Regions from separate parts of the Mus musculus genome. Here region 1 is linked to region 2. The links are chromatin contacts, called in public promoter capture Hi-C maps. All regions are on one chromosome and are shown on one strand. The core of a region is the stretch at or near the end of the contact, and the rest is flanking DNA. Distances in the headings are between cores, read along the strand shown. Region 1 overlaps Mgat5 (mannoside acetylglucosaminyltransferase 5). Region 2 holds the start of Actr3 (ARP3 actin-related protein 3).

Region 1 (3,841 bases), core at 55-2,554, 1.9 Mb after region 2:
GGAAAACAAAAGAGAAAAATCACATAAAAGTGTCCTCTGAGCAATATACACAATTAGCATTTAGTGTATAACTTTGCAATAGATTTTTTTCTGTCTTATTCATTATTATTATTATTGTTGTCATCTGTGCATTTCCATTCATGTTTCTGTGTGCATGCACCACTGCACACAGTGGAGCCCAGAGGGCAGCCTTTAGGAGCTGGTTCCCTCTTTCCACCACACAGGGATGGAACTCTGGTCTGGCTTGCATGGCAAGTGCCTGTACTCACTGAGCCATCTCGCATGACCCAGACGGTGCCAGAGTGCACATACTGACACTTAAAATAAACATCGCAAGTGGAATTCGGGCCATAGCGTCGTAGAGATTCTGCTTCCAGGATGTGCTGTGGTCACAGAGGGTTCCGAATGACCTGGTTTTCTAGGGGGTGAGCTCTTGTTAGTTGTCAAAGGGGAAATGGAGCCATCAAACCCAGTCTTCAGTGGGTCTAGTGTTTGCTGTAGATGGCATGCTGGGATGGTGTAGGAGAGCTAGTGCTCTGCTTTGCAGCCTAGTCAAAAATATGCCCTCAGTTAGAACACATGAAACTGTAGGCTTAGTTTGCGCAGCTGGAGTACAGACACAGGGACTCATATGTGCCGCAGAAACTTGGCTCTAAAGTGTATGTGTCTATGAAGAGACGGGCGCTACAGCTCGGGGACTCCGATGTTCTTTCTCAGTTCTTAGGACATGAATCCTTAGGTCACACTGTCTGCTTTTGATGTATCTCTTCAACATTTATCAGCAGTAATGTGGGGGATGGCTCAGTTGGTAAAGGGCTTGCCAAGCAACCCCGAGGACCTGAGTTTGATTCCCCAGCAGCCGTGTAAAAAGTCAGTGTTACTAGGCACTGGCTTTTCACACGTCTGAATAAAATGCCTTTTTAAATGTAATGTATTAAAGCCATGAAGCTCTGTTTTGTGTGCCACTGTCCAACCACCAACACTAGGTACCCAACACTAGGTACACAAGACAAATGACTCATTGACTTGACCTATACGGTCTATCGGTCTCAGAGATCAGTTACCACCAGAGAGAACAGAATAGCACGAAATGTTAGTGTTGAATAAGTGTGATGTGACCCTGTGGTAGATGCTGTCTTAAAGGTTTTAATTCTACATTAATTACGTTCGTCAGGAAGGACAGCAACTTAGCAGGTGTTTCCTCTAAATACAGTTTATCAAACTTTTTTCATAGGCAAGACCAACACGTTATGTATTTATAGACTTGTGGTTTTACCAGTTGTCTTTATCATGTGTTGCTAAATAACGTATTCCAGAGAAACGAGCGAGTGTGTGTGTGTGTGTGTGTGTGTGTGTGTGTGTGTGTGGTGGGATATGTAATATAAAGGGAAACCAGGAAATTGATTACAAAAGGGCCTGAGGACCTGTTTTCAACCCCCAGAAACCATGTTAAAAAAAATCCAAGCATAGTTGGTGTGCTTGTTATAATCCCAGCACTCGGGAGGCACTGGCTGGCTGACTAAGCATACTTCCTGAGCTCTAGATCAGTGGGCGACCCTTTGTCAACCAAAAACAAACAAGGTGGATGGTGTTTGAAGAATGACAGTTGAGGGTATTCTCTGGCTTTCTCCACATGCACATAGGTGTGCACATGCAGGTGTACACACACACACACACACACACACACACACACACACACCTGTCTCAGTCTTGTGTTGGAATTCCCACCGTGTGCTTGTCGTCACAGGACAGAGCCTAGCCGAGTGGTTTTTGGAGCTGAGTTTCTAGAACTTACTAGAATGTGTGTGTTTGAGGTATTTGGGACCATCCTATGGTGCGGTCTACTGAGACAGGGTTTCCTGGTTCTGTTGCTGATTTAGGTTAGATAAATCTACTTCGGTACAACTTTACTTACATGGTATTTTAATTTTCTTCTGTTGCTGTTTTGGTCATAAGTTGCACTCTGACCGAAGGCAGCTTAGGGAAGGGAAGAATTTATTTGACTTACACTTCCAGCTCAGAGTCCAGTCTATCGTTGAGGAAAGTGGAGGCAGGAACCTGGGTGAAGGAACCATGAAAGAACACTGCTTGCTTGGTCACTCCCTGACTTGATGTGGTTCCCTCGTGGACTTCTGCTTAGGTGGCTTAATTATACAGTTTAGGACCACCTGCTCGAGAGAAGAGGGAGGGGAGAAGGGAGAGGGATGGGCTGTTTCAGTTTGACCCTTAAAGGTTACACATAGTACACATAGTATAAGCTTTTAACAGAAGATAACAGTAACCTCTCCCTAGTTTTGACAAAGATGATGATAATAAATATATTCTAAAGTAGATAATTGGTATGTTTATTTGGTTTTTGCGTCTTGAGTTTAGCAACCTCCCTGTTTCTTTGGCTTGGGATTTTACACACTGGCACCTAAGTAGCAGGGTGGTGTTAGCAAGGTGTGATCTAGTGCTAGTCCTGAGAAATCTAGAGAGACATCCAAGTGACCCCAACCTCTCCTTGAATTTGCCACCACTGGTGACATTGACAGGTAGGCAGCTCTGGTGGGTGGAGGCAGGAAGATCAGGAATTCAGAGTCATTTTGGCTACACGGGAATTTGGGGGGTCAGCCTGAGCTCCTGGAGATCCTGTCTCAGGTAAGATACTAAAATTCTGGGATGTTGGGTGGCTTAGCTGGGCTGTGTGGGTCATCTATTTGCAGACTCTTCATTATCTGCCACAGACACAGACCATGTTTGATGGGCTGCCAAGATATTTGCCCTAAAAGAATGAACAATCGGTCCTACGTGTTCAGTATCTGTGTTTAGCTTAAAAGGATCCTATTAGTTGTCTGAAATAAAAATTTCAAGAATGAAGGAATTTGGTAGGAGTAAAGGGGAAATGGGGGGGGGGAGATGGGGTATGTGTCAAAATGACTAAAATATATTATGTACATGTATGAAATTGTCAGAGTATAGGAAAGTGACAAGCCTCTCCTTCCATTCCCACATGGGAAGGGTCAGAGGATCTTGCTATGCTATAAGTAGAACTTTGGTGTTGGACGAATTTTAATAGTTGATTTTTTTTAAGTGATTCCTACTTCGTTATAATCCCGTTTGTAGACCTTAGAACAGTGTTGAGCAAGGTTTGGCCTATGGGCTAAATTCAGACTGCTGCTTATTGGTATAAATAAAGTTTTGTTGGAACATGGCCACTCTCAAGATTCAATTACTTAGAAACATGGTGACACCAACAGTCATTTCACACAACTGAAACTTCTGAAACCTTCCAAATTGTTCCTTCTCCAGTCACCATAGCCCATTCTCTGGTCACGCCCACTAGGGACTCAGCAACTACCCAGGATTCTTTTGATGCGAGAAAGTCAGCGACTTACAGCTTGTGGTTGAATCCTCCTTGCTGCCCAATTTTGTAAAGAAAACTTAGGAGAATACGAGTGTCCCAGTCACTGGAGGAGACGGATGAGGCTATATCCAAGGACAAACCTTCAGGCCCCAGCCTAGTCCATTGTTAGCTTAACACAAAATATGTATGTGACAGAAATATTATCCCCATGTCAGCAACCTTTGCAGTACAGGTTATTTGTTCTGGAATTCTTGATTTGCACATGACAGTTTTTCCTGTCTTTCTATCTTGCTTCGGTTTTTTAAGGAATAAGGAACAGAAAGCAGAATGAAGAGAGACTTCTGAACTCCTTTTGGGACTTGGTCATTCAAATGTGTTGCTGGAACGTCCCCAGCAGCCTGTGTGGAACAGTGGGGCATTCATCCTTGGGGTGCAGGAGTGTGGGCTCCTACCTTCCAGCCACACCTGCTTACCTCAGGCCAGCACAGTTTGGGC
Region 2 (3,871 bases), core at 1,348-3,847:
GGGCCACAAACTAAAGGGACACCTTTTGCGTTTGGGAAACAAGTTATTTCAGATGTAAAACTCCCTGCCAGTCATTCTTGTACATGCTATTTATCTTGGGCACTGAGAGAAGACTTTCCTAACAAAGCTCAAGTATGACTTTCTAAGTTGTTATCTTGAATAGCCAAACAAACATGGGGGTAAACACACACACGCGCGCGCGCGCTTCAGAAGCAAAATAAAGAAAAATTGGGAAATCCAGACTGTGAGCAAAGGTAAAAATACTGAACAGAGAATGTGACTTTAATCATTTTCATCCATATATAAATAAATGACTGTCCAGCTAAGCTCTCCTTGTAAGGTGAGATCAATATAGTAATGTAATGATTTAGTAATTGAGATATGACACAGAAATAGCCTAGGTATAAGTTGTACCACTTTTCCTGGCCACTCCAAATGTGTTCTTAATTCAAGGTTGCCCTTTAAGAAAAAAGGTCACTTAGGGACAATTAAGTTCAAGTACCAAATACTATTCATTCAAAAATAACCAAAACTGCATTCCAAAAGAGGAAAATAGATACATAAAAAGAATAAAAAGACAAATCCTACTTAAGCAGCCATGGCATTATTTATAAGGTGATCAGTGACTATGTGGTTCTACTGACAGTGATTTCTAAAGCATGAAAGTACAACATAGCACTATCTGTCACTTCAATACAATACACTTGAAAAGTCCTATTCACTCTGGCTAATTCTAATTTTTAAAATGGCTCTAACATCCAACAACTGATCAATTAAACTACAAAAGGATAAACTTAAACACATACACAGAAACACTTCAGGGAGGTGACACTGGATTAAAAGAAAACCTAACTTTAATAAAATGTCAACTAAGAAAATACATAGAAATTCCAAGACTAGACTAGTGTTTTCCAAGAAAAAAAAAGTTTTCTGTTGTTTCCAGCTGCCTGACAAAATTACAAATAAAGGCAGAAGAGTTTTAACTAGTGTGGAGGGAAAGAAAAGGCATCGCTTAAATAACTGTGGTAGGGAGAATAAGAGGAAAAAGGTTGGCAACTATCCTCAAAACCACTGATGTATTTGGGGGATTCGAGATCAGACAGGCCTCTTCCTCCACCAAGGATTTCAACGTAGAACATAAAAAAATGTACAGTCTTCTCTCTAGGTCACTACCCAGAGCAAGTTGTAACTCTTGACAAGGTTCATTAATACAAAACCACTACTTTAAAGTCATTTTAGTCAACCACACTACTATCAGAAACAATTACTTTAAATCAAACACATTCCTTTATACCCCCTTTCAGTTTTCAAGACACAGTCACAAAACGAACGTGAACAAACGTTTAGGTTCCAGGGTGCGTCCCTTCTCTCCCCTCTGTCTCCCTCCGTGGACACACAAGAACATTTTTTTTTCTAGTTCAGACATATTGATACCTACCACTCATAATGTACTCTTTATGCAACCTGCTTAATTTTGAAAGTTCTAATAAGACGTGGTAACGTTCGAGACGAAAAACTACCTTATAAGGCTATAAAAGACGGAAAGCAGGAAGCGGCTTTGACAAAACTAAGGAAGTTGCAGCGCGCTTGCTCACCAAGGGACTTTTTTGAGGCAAGAGCTATAACCCCCGTGAGATCCTCCTCGCTGGAACTGACTTGGTTCAATGGGTAGTGGGAGATGGCTACGAATGGGTGTGGGCGGAAACCAGGCGGCGCGTGGGTCCGCTGCAAAAGCCCCCCATGCTAGCTTCCCATTTTCACAGCCTGGTTCGTCGCTCTCCCCACCCACACGCCCTAAGAGATCGAGAGTTGTCACCGCGATCTTGCAAAATCTGCAAGGAGCGCTTCTCTCTCTCTCTCTCTCTCTCTCTCTCTCTCTCTCTCTCTCTCTCTCTCTCTCTCTCTCTCTTTTCCTTGCTCCTAGGTCTGGAGGTCCTCGGTGGGTGCCCTGCTTCACAGGCAGCAAAGGGGAGAGAAGGGAAAGGACAGCCAGGTGGGCCAGACGGCCTCCTCGGAAAGGAAGGGCCTGGAAAAGATCTCTGTCCCGGGAGGCTCCCGGCACCACCCCTCGCCAGTCTGGCCGGCTCCCCCCATTCATCTCCCTCCTCCGCCCGTCCCCGGCCTCAGTCTCCCCCACCCCGAAGACCCGCCGTACCCCGTGCCACAGTCCACCACACAGGCCGGCAGCCGTCCCGCCATCTTCCTCCTCGCCCGCCGCTGCCGTCCGTTCCGTGCTGCTGAGAGGCCGGGGAGCTAGAGATGGGAGCTGGCTGACCATGCACCGGCCCGGGCCGCCCTCGGTCGGGAGGGAGGGAGGAAGGGAGGGAGCTGTGGGAAGCCCGAGCAGGAGCGAGTGAGCAGTCGGCTAGTACTTCCGCAAGCCCAGCAGGCTGGCCGGCCGGCAGGCTGGCTGTCCCCGCCCTACCCTGCCGCGGCCTCCTCCTCTACCCCTCCGCTCTCCGCCCTCCTCCTCCTCCTCCTCGCTCCCGCCCCCACCCTACAACTTCTTCCCCCTCGCACTGCCTTTCCGCGGGGAGCCAAGATGGCCGCCGCTGCCGACGCCCCGGCCAGGCCAGGCCCCAGGCCGCGATCGCTCCCACTTCCGGTTCCGGGTGGGAGGAGCGAGCACGCGCGCGCGTGCGTGCGATGTACTGTGCGGCCGCCCGGCCCCGGCTCCCTTCCGGATAGCCAGAAAGTCCACTTTGGGTTTTCAAATAGCTGGAAGCCCAGAAGCCAAGCTGAGCTTGAAGGGGGTCCAGAAGCGGCTACGCATGCGCAGTGGCGCGCAGCTGTGGGTCGCGGCTCCGCTTCCGACTTGCGAAGATTCCAGTTCGCATTTTCTGGCCGGTGGCAGCCCAGAAGTCAGGCAGTTATTTAGTTAGGAAGCTGGCTTTTGGTGGTGGTGGGTGTTGAGTGTGTTTCTTCTCTGCTAACTTGAGCCATGGGCAGGAGGCTTTCTACTGTGGGGTGAAGGGCTAATTGGAAACGTGGTCAGCGGCATGTCCCCATAATCGCTGTAGGTGAGCAGTCAGAAAAGGGATGTGTCCTGAGATTTATGTCAGTTATACTATTGCATTGTAGTTTGCAAGCTCCCCAAAATGGTGGGCCTTTGCTTTTAAGACAGGCAAGGATCCAAGACGTTAGGTTGAACAATAACAAACCCACCTTCTTCAGGGTTTGGGGATTCCTGTGTGTCTTCCAAGAAAGGCAAGTGTTGGATCAGTGACATGGCTTAGCAGGTAAAGATGCTTGCACTCACTAACCTGAGTTTGAGCCCTTGGAGATCCACATGCTGGAAGGAATGAAAAGACCCCCACAAGTTGTTCTTTGATTTTGCGCACATCCTCCCCCTCATAAGAAAATATAAAACAAAAATTAAAAAATCAAGTTTCCCAGAGGTTATGCTCTACATAGCCTGTACAAATGGCCTTTATTTGGGTTTTGGGGTGATGATAAACTTCTTTCAAGAGTAGTGAGATTATCTCCGGCCTTTAAGAAAGGCCAGTGTCCCAGAGGTTGTGTTCTACAAAATAGACTCTGTGCAGGTGGCCTCTATTCCGGTTGAAGTGACAATGAATTTCCTTCTGTGGAGTGCTGTTAACGTGATACCAACTTTTTCTAGTTGGAAAAAAAAAGAAAAAGAAAAAGAAAGAAAGATGAGAAAAAGATATGTATTTTTTTACATCACAGACTTAAAAAGTAATACTTTTAAAACTTGAATACATCAGAGTAACATAGAAAGCTTAAAGTATGTTGCTGGGTCATCTCCCAGGGGATTAGGCAAAATCAATGTGCAGTAGAACCTGAGAATTTACTTTCTCATCAGCAGGAACCTGGAAAGTTAATAGCTTTCCTTCCCAACAGGCTTGTC

What was found. Promoter capture Hi-C pulls out the DNA fragments that hold promoters and counts their contacts.
Region 1: a contact with region 2 is called in a promoter capture Hi-C map of pre-B cells. The contact joins the enhancer-like site here to the promoter of Actr3 in region 2. A contact is called at or near these places in 2 of 39 promoter capture datasets (the C10 cell line and pre-B cells), 1 of 484 Hi-C or Micro-C datasets (the MNK3 cell line) and 1 of 115 datasets of contacts at active chromatin or transcription factors (thymic regulatory T cells).

The regions. Positions count from the first base shown.
Region 1 is chr1:127,308,142-127,311,982 of GRCm38.p6, forward strand. All of the region lies in intron 3 of Mgat5 (mannoside acetylglucosaminyltransferase 5), which reads left to right. Among named protein-coding and RNA genes, the nearest start is that of Gm51747, 9.8 kb to the left of the region's middle. Within about 2 kb of position 1,305, at least 49 of the 459 cell types and tissues checked have an H3K27ac peak or open chromatin away from gene starts, as enhancers often do. A contact at or near this core is called in the MNK3 cell line and pre-B cells, where this site is marked.
Region 2 is chr1:125,433,130-125,437,000 of GRCm38.p6, forward strand. Actr3 (ARP3 actin-related protein 3) reads right to left here and starts at 2,598. Exons shown (of 12, transcript NM_023735.2): 1 at 2,156-2,598. The coding sequence starts at 2,199.